Regions from separate parts of the Arachis hypogaea genome. Here region 2 is linked to region 1. A link is a contact called in public Hi-C data. All regions are on one chromosome and are shown on one strand. The core of a region is the stretch at or near the end of the contact, and the rest is flanking DNA. Distances in the headings are between cores, read along the strand shown. Region 1 holds the start of LOC112783050. Region 2 holds the start of LOC112784252 (small ribosomal subunit protein eS12z).

Region 1 (6,056 bases), core at 2,350-4,849:
AAAATCACCAGGGATAATTATTACCACCAACAATGTCTATACTGTAATAGTAGAATTTGCAGTGATATTCATAATTAAATACAGCACAAGCTTAAAAAATGTCTTATATAAGGAGAAATATTCCAATAAAAGATAAGGACAGAAAACAAATACCTGTTCCACGTTACTAGTTAAGTATGGACAGGATGGAAAATCTCCAAACTGATTGGATAGTCCGCAAGCATCTTTTGATTTTAAACGAACAACAGTCATACAATTCACTTTCATTTGAGAAATAATTATAACAACCTGCATTGTCAGACAAAAAATTACATAAAATTTGAATACGAGAGCTAAATGATTCAATCATGAGAAAATATAGAAAAGTTGATTTCTGCAAGAAGCACTTTCACCATCAAATTTTGCAAAAATACTGTTAAATACATGATTAATGATGGTTCTGCTGCTGACGGAAGTATTAATAGACATGCATATGCAGCAGTGTGCATGCACAAAAAGGATTTCCTAACCAACCTGGGAAATGGTGACTTCGTCAATGGACAATGCAGCTCCACAAGAGCGGTTAAGACAATATAATAACACAATGGAATATATATGTGTATCCAATTTGCTTTCAGGCAGCATATGTTCATAACAATGGGAAAGCTCCTGCACAAGAAGTATAGAAGCCATAGTTAGCCAGCTGCAATAAGATCACAAGTTAACAACACAATCAGCTGTTCTGAAAAAACACCTGCTTGCATTTAATACCTACCAGCTTCTCCACAAAGTACGTAATATTTTCTGATGTCCTCTCTAGTAAAAACCTTGCCAGTATTCGGCCAGTTAAAACCACCTCTGATGGCAGTACTGCAGACCAATTTACACCATGACATTCATGCTTATGTTCAGTGATATTCTCAGTTTCACATTTGGAATCATGACCTTGAATAACTTTGTCAGCATACTCTCCAAGGTCACTGGGTAACTTCTCAATAATGCTGTGAACTTCTGGGAAAATCCTTAAGACTTGCCCACCAGCCTGTGTCTGGCATTGCTGGGAGCAATACAGTGGTACGGAACATGATCTACAGGGTACCCTATCAGCAGGTAGGTCATTCAAGCAATAGTGGCAATGACTTTCCCGGCATTGCTTTAATATTATCTGAAATTATGAATTAAAAAAACTAACAAGTTAACTTGCCAAAATAAGTTTACACCACTCAAGGAATATAAATATACAAAACTAAAAATGGAAAGTAACTATTGATCTTAAGAAGTGAGGAGATTCATGTTTACAACATAATGACTGTAAACCCTATGTCCTAATACCACACAAATAGCACATAAGGCAAAATGTGTATTACCACAGCATAAGGTTCTTCACTATGAGCCAAAGAACCAGGTGAAATGTCATTTGATGATACCATGCCTCTTCCTTTCTCAGGTATGGCGACACACTGTAGCATTACTTGGGGAACCTCACCTGCCACAAATGTACTACACCATCTTCATCTTACTATCTCAAAAAGAGAAATACATTGGTGCAGAATACATGTGCACCGGGGTAGCAGATGCAAAACAACATGAAATAGCAGGGTCAGGGGGAATGGAAACTTGGCCACATTGCTTGAAGTGATAACTGAACCCTAGTTCCTTTCAGTTTCTTGTCTTTGATTTTTTTTAAACTAATCTATAGGGTTTATACCTCTTTTACTTGAACATAGTTCAATGGTACATATATTAGAAAACTGAACTTAACATCACCTTGACCAAGTAGCTTTACAGTTTCAACTGTAACTTGCTGCTTAAGTAGACAAGGAAAGCTTCTTACCCACTGTAGTCAAGGTGTTCTCCTTACGTTGTCTTACTGTGCTTGTGCTCTTGCATTGGTCAAAAATATTTTTCTGCTCACTTTCTATTTGTCTCTTCCCATTCAATGATGATTCCACAGTTTTAGCCATATTTAGGTCACACATCGCATCTTTATAATTTCCCAGGGAAGCATTTGCCTTACCTCTTCTGTACCATGCCTGCAGCCGAAACAATAAGATATTGAAAGAAGAGTGGAAACTACAATTTAAGTATGTATATATAATCATTGTCACATCCACTTAATCAAACATTGAAGCACATAATCCTAAACATTCACTGGCATCAACATAGACTGATCTTTAGGATGAGGAAGTAAAGCATTTTATATCACACCTCAATTATCATGTTTGTAAGTCAAATCCGAAGACATCTCCAATACTTATTCATAAACCATCGCCCAAAACCATATGCATACATCAAGAAGTAAAGCTAATCATACTTCTTAGTTACTAATAAATAATTTAATGGAAAAGCATTCATTGCACTTTACACATAAAAATAAACTTGAGACAGATGCAAGAAATTCATCCCTCTCTGTAATGATGTAAAAAGAAAGTAGAATATGATGAAAAATGGGTCATCGGAGCTGATTTTCACCTTTGCATTGCTTGGACATATCTGAAGGGCACGAGTACAATCTCGCAAACACTCTGTCAAAAGACTCATTTTCTGCAGGAAACCTACGGGAATAAATACTTGACCACAATATCAAGCCTTCAAAAAAATAAATAAATAAAAAGTGTGCGTGTGAGTGTGGCACAATATTGGAGCTTACATGCAATACAGTAGCTCGATTGATATACAAAGTTGCAACCAGATTATTTTCCATATCACCATCCTCAAAAGGTGCCTTTCGCAATGCCTACATTTCATATTAGCGAACACAAAAACTATAGTGAACCGTTAAAAAATAAATAGCAAGTAACAATATACTAGTATTCAAACTTACTCCATGACCAAAACAATGTACAGATGGAATGCTGGATCGTATTTATCCGTCCTTTTACATTATTCGTAGTATTCTAGTTCAATTGGAAAAGGATTAACATATTTTCTCAATAAGCGAGAACAGTTATCACTGAAACTCCAAATGTTATAACATGCGAAGCAATAGCACACTATTAAACCAATATTTGCGGTGACAAGAAAACAAAAAGCAAAAAAAAAAAAAAAAAAAAAAAAAAGGAAAAGAAAAACCTGAGTATAGAAATCAAGAGCGTTGGCGTAATTTCCTTTGGAGAAGCACTGGTTTCCGAGCTGCTTGGATTCGAGCGCAGCGTCTTTGCTCTTGCCGCAGAGAGCATGCTTGGGATCCACGAGTTCAGTGAGTAACTAACACAGGAAGAAGTTTGAATTGCGGTTCGTTAGGGTTTAATCGGAAGTTCAGATATCGAAGATTCGAAGCAAAGAAAATTAGGAATTTTAGTTGGAAAGGAGTGACGAATAGAGTAGAGTTGAGCGAGGATGTTTACCTGGTGGAAGGGCTCGAAGTGATGGAAGAAGCTGTGGAGGGAGGAAGAGGTGGCGCGAAGATCATCGACGGTGCTATCACCGATCATGCGCTTCAGGCCTTCGGGAATCGCAGCCTTCAGAGTTTCCATCTTTTTCTACAACACCAGCGCAGTTTACTAGTTTACTATCCTAGTTACCAGTGTCGGTGTGCTTCTACTTGTTTCCCTCTATTTTCGTTTTCCCGGTATGTGTAGGAACGAATCCTCTCGTTCTTTTTTCCTCTCCTAAAAGTGTAATTTTTTATCGTACACTTTTTAGGATTTTAATCCTCTAAAGTTTGAATTTTACTATAAAGAGTAAAGTATGATCTTCTATTTTTAAATAGTTTCTCTTTTGTATTTATTTCTGGTCCCATCTATAAAATCAATAGTGAAAAATCACACTTTCAAACTTTAGAGGATCTAAATCCCACTTTTTAAATAAAAACAAAAAAATGTAAAAAAAAAAATATTAAATCATGTTGAGTTAAGAATAATATTAATTTTATTTAAGTGATACAAGTCCAAATAACTATATAGCAGCCCAAACAAATGAATCAAAGCAATCAAATATGCTGAATGGATATTAAATTCATAATTAAGCCCAATATAATTTTTTTTTTACCAAAGATATGAGATTCGAACCCACAATTTTTTAATTGAGTATGGGGAGATTATGTCATTTGAACTATTATTCATTGGCTTAAATTTGGAAAGATAGGAGACTCGAACCCACAACCTCTTAATTGAATATGTGGAGTCTATGCCATTTGAGCTATTACTCATTGGCAAGCCCAATATAAATTGAAACAAAAGGAAAGCTAAATCTCATCTTTGTTCTCTTTGGGTAAACACACGAGAGAGAGAGCGCTTTACCTTCAAGCTTACATACACCAAAAAAAAAAGTGAGAGAATGTTCATAAAAAAAAGTAAGAGTTTAATCAAACAAATCAAAAGCATATTACACTAAGTCAGAGGTTAAAGATAAATAATTTTTTTTTTTGCATTCAAGTTGATTTCTTCACTTCTTCTCCTACTCTTTGCAACGCCATTTAAAGAAAAATGAAGAAAAAGGTGGTTGATTATCTCTGCTGTAAATCAACGGCTAAAATTGTTACTTGAAGACAAAGCACATTTTTAATGATTTAGATTTGAGACTGTCACTGTGTAAACAAAAATCCTACTGCTCTGTGCTCCTCAGTTAAGCCAAGAATCAGAGTCAAAATTCCTAATTTTAGAGTTGATTGAAGGAAAAAGGAAGATAATGACATGTGGTTCAGGAAACAAGGGTTTGAGTTTGGAGGACACTCAGCCGTGACAATAAATAAGATACAAAAGAAAAAATTAATTCTGAAATTGGAACAAGGAGAGAGAACCCGAGAGAGAGCAAAGAGTGAATCCTCACTACTGAGTTTGAAGTCTTGGAAGCATTGCACCTACACTAAAGGGAACACTTCGCCAAGATGAAGAACAAGGTTATGAGTTCAGAAGTTGGGTTCAATTCATAAAGTCAAAGCTGCATATTCATCATCTCCTTCATATTTTAATGTTTTGTGTTTCAGTTTTAATGTATATCTTTCTGTATTTTCTTTGTGAGATAAAAGGCAAGAAAGAGAGGCATTGAAAAAAAGCCATAGAGTGAAAAAGGCTGAGAGAAATACTTGAAAGAAAAGCTAAGAACGATTTCAGATTTCTTTTGGTTGTATTTTCTGTTTTGTATCATGTACTTGAGAGGTATCCCTTGTTAAGTTGGGTAAACATTTAGTATGGTGAGTCTAGGTATTAGCATAGCCAAGTCAAGTGTATGTTGAAGCTTGTGTGCCCAGATAGGATTAAGTTGAGTCTTAGGGAATCGGTATATGTAATACTTAGACTATAGTGAAAATTCCACCAACGTTGTGGTGGAGACTAGATGTAAGTTGCATTGCACAAGGCAACTGAACTAGAATATATGGTCGTGTCAACTTCTTCCTCTCAAATTTAGCTTTGTTCTCTGGTTTTATGAGACAAATCAAAATTGTCTCATGATTTATCTGCGAGGAGTGCTAGGGGGCTAGCAATTTTTGTGTTTTGTAACCATCAATTGGCCATCAATAGTCTTTTTAATGGTGTGAGATTACATTTAATGGTGGGAGATCACTCACTTTTCTCTTGATGGTTAAGTGCTGACCACAAAACACAAAAATTGTTGGCCCCTAGACTTTTTCTTTATCTGCTGCGTAGATCAACAAAAATAAAGTTCAAAGTTTTTATTTTAAGGCTTAGTTAATTAAACTAAAAGAATGTCATAGATTCAATTCCATTCTTTTAAATCTTCTGGAACTTTCAAATCATACTTTATAAAAAAAAGTATTTTTCTATGTATGTGTATACTTATAAATGTTTGAATTAATTTATTTGAATAAAAAATATTTTTATTAAAAATAAAATATATTTATTAAATTTTAAATATGTTTAAATATATTATTTAAAAATATTTTTATTGAAAAAATTAAAGATCAATTTGAATTAACTTTTAAAAAATACTTATAAATTTTTTAAAGAGAAATTTTAAATATAAAAATTACTTTTGATATTATTTGAATAATACAAAAAAAATATGTTTTATTTAATTTATATAAAATCATAAGATCAAAACATAAAACTGATAACTATCAACCACGAACACTTTTTTAATATGTTTCAACTCTTACATGGCACTAATATGTCTCT
Region 2 (6,056 bases), core at 2,457-4,956, 230 kb after region 1:
AAATTGATTAGTTTAAAAAAAAAAAAAAGTTATGTGAATTTGAATTTTATGTATTTGATAGTATGAAGTTTTAATTGTGCTCAAGACTTCCAGATTTCCCAGCACAGATAAACTATCAGCTCCGTCTTTGTCATTTTCAGATTCTAATGAAGGCTTGCTATTTGATTTAGCCACCATTGATGGAACGATTCGTGCTGCGGGTACAACTGTACAAGAGGTAGGTTGCCATAGAGCTCCTTTTTCAGGCTTCTTGTGATTTACAGCACCTAATGAGTGCATGGATGATCATTTCAACTTTCAAGTGACATCTATCTTTATCTTCTTTTTTTTTATTATTTTCAAAATCGTCCTTAATTATAATGTTTGGACAAATTTATCCCTAATAAAATTGGTAATTGCAACTCTTTGAAAGAAAAATCTCATCCCTCCCTAATCCATTCCCAACCAAGCATTGTATCCACCCTTTCTCTCTCTCATCATTCTTCACCAAATCTTCTGCATCCAAGTCCCTGTTCTCTGAACCGAAAAAAAAAAATCCCTGTTCTTATATTACTTGCCTCAGTAATTGGAAGTTTGGAACATCTTTAGTCACAATTTTTCCAAATTGACCACCTTTATCTTCACTTCTCTTCCAATATTTATTTTCCTCTTTCCATTCCAACACCAAAAACACCCCACTTTCTTTCATTTTCAACAAAGAGGAGACCCCATTCATCTGGGAATCAGCCACACCTTGACGACAACCATCTTCCAATTCTCTCCCAACACAGTCACACCAAACGGAAACATTGTTCTTAACCAATTCAACACCACCTCCACCACCATGACTATCACATTGGTTTTCATAACTTGAAAAACCTACTCCGTTTTCTATTGTCCCGCCTTTCAGAGCGCAAAGAGCTTCCCTGAGTTCAATCTTGTCATTTTCTGGCAAAGACGAACACCCAAATGGGTTTTTCAATTGTCACTACCGTGCCCATCAAATGGATGATATATTGTTCTATTTTGATGAATTCTATCTCCTTTTTGCTCTCCTCTCTTGCAATCTCTCTCTCCGTTCTGCCCCTCTCCTCAACGGTCAAATCTGCTTCTCTCTGCTTTCTTTTTCTTTCTGTTTTCTCTTTTCATTTTTTTAGTTTTATAATTATTTTTATTAATGTTATCCAAAAAATCAAGATTTTAGTAAAAAATATCATTTTAAAAATAATTATGAAGTTGGGAATGATTTTGAAAAAAAAGAACGATTTTGATTTTAAACAAAAACTTTCATTACCAAAACAGTCGTTAACTCAAAATAAGTTATGGAATTAGTCGATAAACCAGAATTAAATGGGCACGTGCATTTTCCACACTTCAAATCCCTAATACAACGCAAAATTCACCCTAATGAAAAAATCCCAAACTGAAGCCCAACACAAACTATGTAATTTGCAACTACTCATTGAGCTTTAACGTGCTGAAGGACAACATTATAGGCTTCATGTTCTTCTCCAAAATCCTACAGGGAACGAATAGTTTAATAATAATAATAATAATAATAATAATAATAATAATAATAAAGAAGCAAGAGACAATATGAATTGCACAAAAGCAAAGAAAAACATGATACCTTCACAACTACGCAGGAGCAACCAGTTACCTTCCTAGCTTTTCCTTCCGAATCAATCTTGCACAACTGCAAGGAGGGCAGAAAAGATTTATTTAAATTTAAGGAGACAGAAGTTTGAGAGGATATGAATTGCACGGCAGAACAAAGTTTCAAAGACTTACCCCAGCCCATTCTCCAAGGGTCTTTGCACTTGGAACTGTCAGCAAACTAACATTGTGCTCAGCACAAAGGGCCTTGACGAGTTTAACATAGTCAGGTTGGTCACAATCCTCAGCAAGAACAACGAGCTGAGCAGTGCGCTTCTCGATCACCTTGGCACCCTCATGAAGGCCTCGTGCAAGACCACCATAAGCAAGTGACTTCCTAAGTGTTAGCTGTAAGGCAGTCATGATATCCATTGGCTCGCCAATGGCAGGAGCTGCTGGCTCAGCTGCCACAACAGGACCTTCTTCACTGCAGATTAAGAGTATGATAAAAAAGGGTATCAAATAACTACCATTTTGGCTTTCAAAAAATTTAAGTTTTGACAAAATGACCCTTCTGAAAGAGAAAAGAAAAATGACATTTTGGCTCCCCAGAGATGATTTCAGTTTGACAAAATAAGCTATTTTCTCCATAAGTGGCAAATAGCCCGTGCATTTGATTCAACTTTTTATTGGAACATTTGAAAAATTATTTAGAAAGTACATACAAATAATCGAAGAAAAATTCAATCTCTAGAATCCTTTTCCCAATTTTTTTTTTTTTTACCATTCACAAAAGAATAATGGCCCAAAATAAATTCACTTAGCATAAAACCAATAAATTTGAAAAATGGAGAAATCTCGTTTTTCTAATTAGGCTTGCAAAATACTGTGTCACTCCCTATATTTGGAGTATTTTGGCAAATTGGGATATTTTTGGAGAATCAAAATGTCATTTTTCTTTCAAAGACCATTTTGTCAAAAATTGAATCTTTTGGAGACCAAAATAGTAGCTTAATCAAATAAAAGAAATGGTTTGTCAGCGGTGGCCGGTAAGCTACTCAACATACAAATAGAAGAATCATGATAACTACAACAACCTAAAATAGCTAACTTAGCACATAGAGAATTAAAAAAATACAATGCAAAAGACTAATCAAATCATGTGGGACTTAACTTTTAAAGCCAATTCCATAAGGGATGAAGTTAAATTGACAGAACTATTTATTCATGATTATGAACAGAGGGAAAAAAAAAACCTATATTCCCCGTCAAGAGTGTCAATTTGAAGAAAAAAATGCTACTCCATTATGTCCCAAATTTTCCATATATTGACCCAAAAAAAAATTCTGATCCAATACTAAAAATTAGTTTATCGTGTTGAGTTTTCAAGTCAATTAGATTGCAAGCAGTATGCAAAGCATAATATGAACAACAGCACGGCATTAAGAACCATACGGGAAAGAAAATTGAATAAATAAGACATGAGATAAATAAAATGGAACATACCCAGACATCCTTGTTGATAGGAAAAAAGAGCAATCTCTTCTTCACTGTACAGGGAAACAAAACAACAATAATATACCGAAAAATCAGATCTTGTGCTACGAAGCTTTACAGCAAATATTTTCGTAATTTCCGCAGAATAAACATTGACAGTACAAACATACGATAGTACCAGCTACTCATTTAGGACTTGACAAGAAAATCATCGCATGAGAAAAAGCTACGTTACAATGAGACAATATATTTGAAGAAATAAACGATGAAATAACAGAACACGAACGAATTGGCAACAGGGAGAGGGAAGGAATACCTGGAGGACGATGAATAGGTGCCGAACGAGTTTCCAGTGAGCCACAGAGAAAAACGCAAAAACCCTAAACGTTCTTATTCTTTGGGAGGGGGAGCAATTTCTTTTTGGTCTTTTTTTTTCTTTTTTGGACAAACGGGCCACACCCAAATATTTTTTTCCTTAATTTTTAATGTTTAAAGGCGGCTAGAATAGTTAAGGAATTAAGTTTTCTGTATAAAAAAAAAGGAAAATATCCAAAAACCAAAGTACTTATCTTTACAAGTTCCTAATCAAAACTCTTCAAACTATTTCCAAACGAGTTTAACAAAGACACGAATCCGCTATGTTCTTATAATTCATTCGTTATAACAATAGAATTGACCACTACATTTCGAGTAGGTGCTACATCATTTTCCTAAAAAAAATCATCATGCAAAAGGTAAATAAGTCAATTTCATCCATAAATCCATATCAACAAAGAATCCAAAATTAACTAATGCTAAACACATATTAAAGGTGTATTTCTCTTTCTTCTTTGTATATATTTCTTGATCGATCTATCCAATTTAGCTCCAAACCTCTTCGATATCGACCAACCCTTAGTTGCCACTTTTGAAAGACCTTGAATGTCGTCTGGACTAACCACGCACTCATACTGTGTGGCCATGTTGTTCTGTGTACCAACAACACTTTTGGATCCCAAGTTGGCATGATAATCAACTGACTTGGCTCTGACATCATCAAGAGCCGAATGCAACATGGCCGCTTCTTCGTTACAGGTCACGAAATTTTGGGCAACATTAAAGAAATATGAACACAATCCTCTGAATAAGTTATGGCTTTCATCCGATCGATACGACATAGTTGCTCTTGATGTAAGTGTGCTTGCGCGGTACATTTTTGCTCCATCGAGAAAGAACATAACAAGATGATACTATATCTACTCTGTAATATGAAAACACAGCAAGGTAATGGCAACAATGTATACCTCTTGATTCAAACATGTTGCACTCGCACCAAACCTTATGTGTTAAAGGGTCAAAATCAACACTGTTGGTGCAGTACCTAGACTCCCCAAAAAGTAGGTATCGCTCATCCACGTCCACACAAAACGAATCACCCTCTTGTGTCAAAATAAACAATTGCCTTTTTTCTTGAATTCCTGTTGGACTTCCCTAAACATAGAGCTTGTGTACTCCTGTTGAAATTGTTTTTCAATTGTATAGCTGGATGAATAGGGAATAACTCCTTTAGAGTCTGTAGCATCATCCTCCAGTTCTTTTTGCTCCTTGTTCCCAGCACATTATCATACTCATGCACGAACTGAACCAATCCACGGTTGGAATGTTAAAATCCCGTAAAAAGCGTGCATACTTTCACTCTTTGAGTACTCCTCATATCTGTCCAAAATTTACCTTGGAAAAATATTGAAACACATTGATTCGAGTAAGTTTTATGAAAAATAGATTAAGTGAAAAATAATGGTTAAGATGAGAGATTCGAGACAAGTATACTTATGAGAAAAACACTTCTATTAATGACAAATAAGCAATACAAGAACTAATAATGAGAAATAGAGGTGGAGAACAAGTGTTGAGACCTCCACTAATGTCACAAGAGGATGAATGTGCTTTATTTAAAGTGGACAGGGGTTGGCTAATGGTTATCGAGTATTTTGATGGAACACCTGAATGCCAGTTTTTACTTGTGAAGGTGATGAATGAAATGAAGAACAATGAGAGAAATTTTGGGGAGAGAAAAAGATGGGGTTTTTTAGCTTCTCAGCTTCAGAATCTAAAAAGAAAGTCGAAGGTCCCCTTAAAGAGGTGGTTTGAGGTCTTTTTATAGTGTAAAATCATAATGAAAAAGAAATCTATTATCCAATGGTTATAGTCTGATGTTAGACCTACTCTTTTTATCCTAAATATTTTTGGATATTCCCGTCACTTCAAGTCTTTTCAACTGTTCAATGGAGGAAGTTGATTTTCACAAGTTAAACTAAAGCTTATGACATGTGACATTAGTGAAGGGACATCTTGTTTGGTTTTCTTTCAACTAGATGACACTCTTTACACTCCAAATCCAACCAATCCATTTCCACCAATTTAGTTCACACTGAAGAGAAATTCAACTCCTCAAGGTGCTCTTTTTGGGTTCTATCCTTTTACCCAATACCTTTAGGAGGAACTTGACTCTTGTTTGACCATATTGTAGGTCATTCTTAAAATTATTTATGTACAAAAAAGGTTTATATTTTTAGTACACAACCACCCATATTCGTCGATCGTCATAAAGGTCTACAAAAACAAAAATGTGAAAAGCACTATCATGAACACTTAGCTACATCATCACAAACATCTATTGACTTAGGAAAAGAAACATCCATCGAACATGAAAAAGAGATATCCAATAAAATATCCAAATGAGTTATAATCCATCCGATGAAAATGGAACCAAAAATCTAGTATAATCAGAAAAAGGCTTTACAAAGAATCTACTCCCCAAAAAGAGCATACAAGCACATGACAAAACGTAACACAAAAACTAAACTTGATATAGATAGTCATCTGTTATGACCTCAATTCATCCAGCCCAATCCTTCTCGAAAGATTTCATAGACCAAGCATTCCATACAATGGCAGTCATTTTAGCATGTATTTCTCTGTACCGAGTGTATCCTCTGAGTTTA

Evidence for each region. Hi-C and Micro-C count contacts between places; a contact is called where the count stands out from the background.
Region 2: a contact with region 1 is called in a Hi-C map of leaf, with 2.9 times the contacts expected there. The contact joins the promoter of LOC112784252 here to the promoter of LOC112783050 in region 1. A contact is called at or near these places in 2 of 8 Hi-C or Micro-C datasets (both in leaf).

Annotation. Positions count from the first base shown.
Region 1 is chr20:101,541,952-101,548,007 of arahy.Tifrunner.gnm2.J5K5, forward strand. LOC112783050 reads right to left here and starts at 3,600. Exons shown (of 16, transcript XR_003193272.3): 1 at 3,327-3,600; 2 at 3,052-3,186; 3 at 2,630-2,716; 4 at 2,452-2,523; 5 at 1,814-2,012; 6 at 1,347-1,465; 7 at 755-1,144; 8 at 514-648; 9 at 154-288.
Region 2 is chr20:101,775,884-101,781,939 of arahy.Tifrunner.gnm2.J5K5, forward strand. LOC112784252 (small ribosomal subunit protein eS12z) reads right to left here and starts at 3,707. Exons shown (of 5, transcript XM_025827407.3): 1 at 3,389-3,707; 2 at 3,082-3,125; 3 at 1,771-2,062; 4 at 1,610-1,675; 5 at 1,245-1,498. The coding sequence starts at 3,089. The coding sequence ends at 1,439.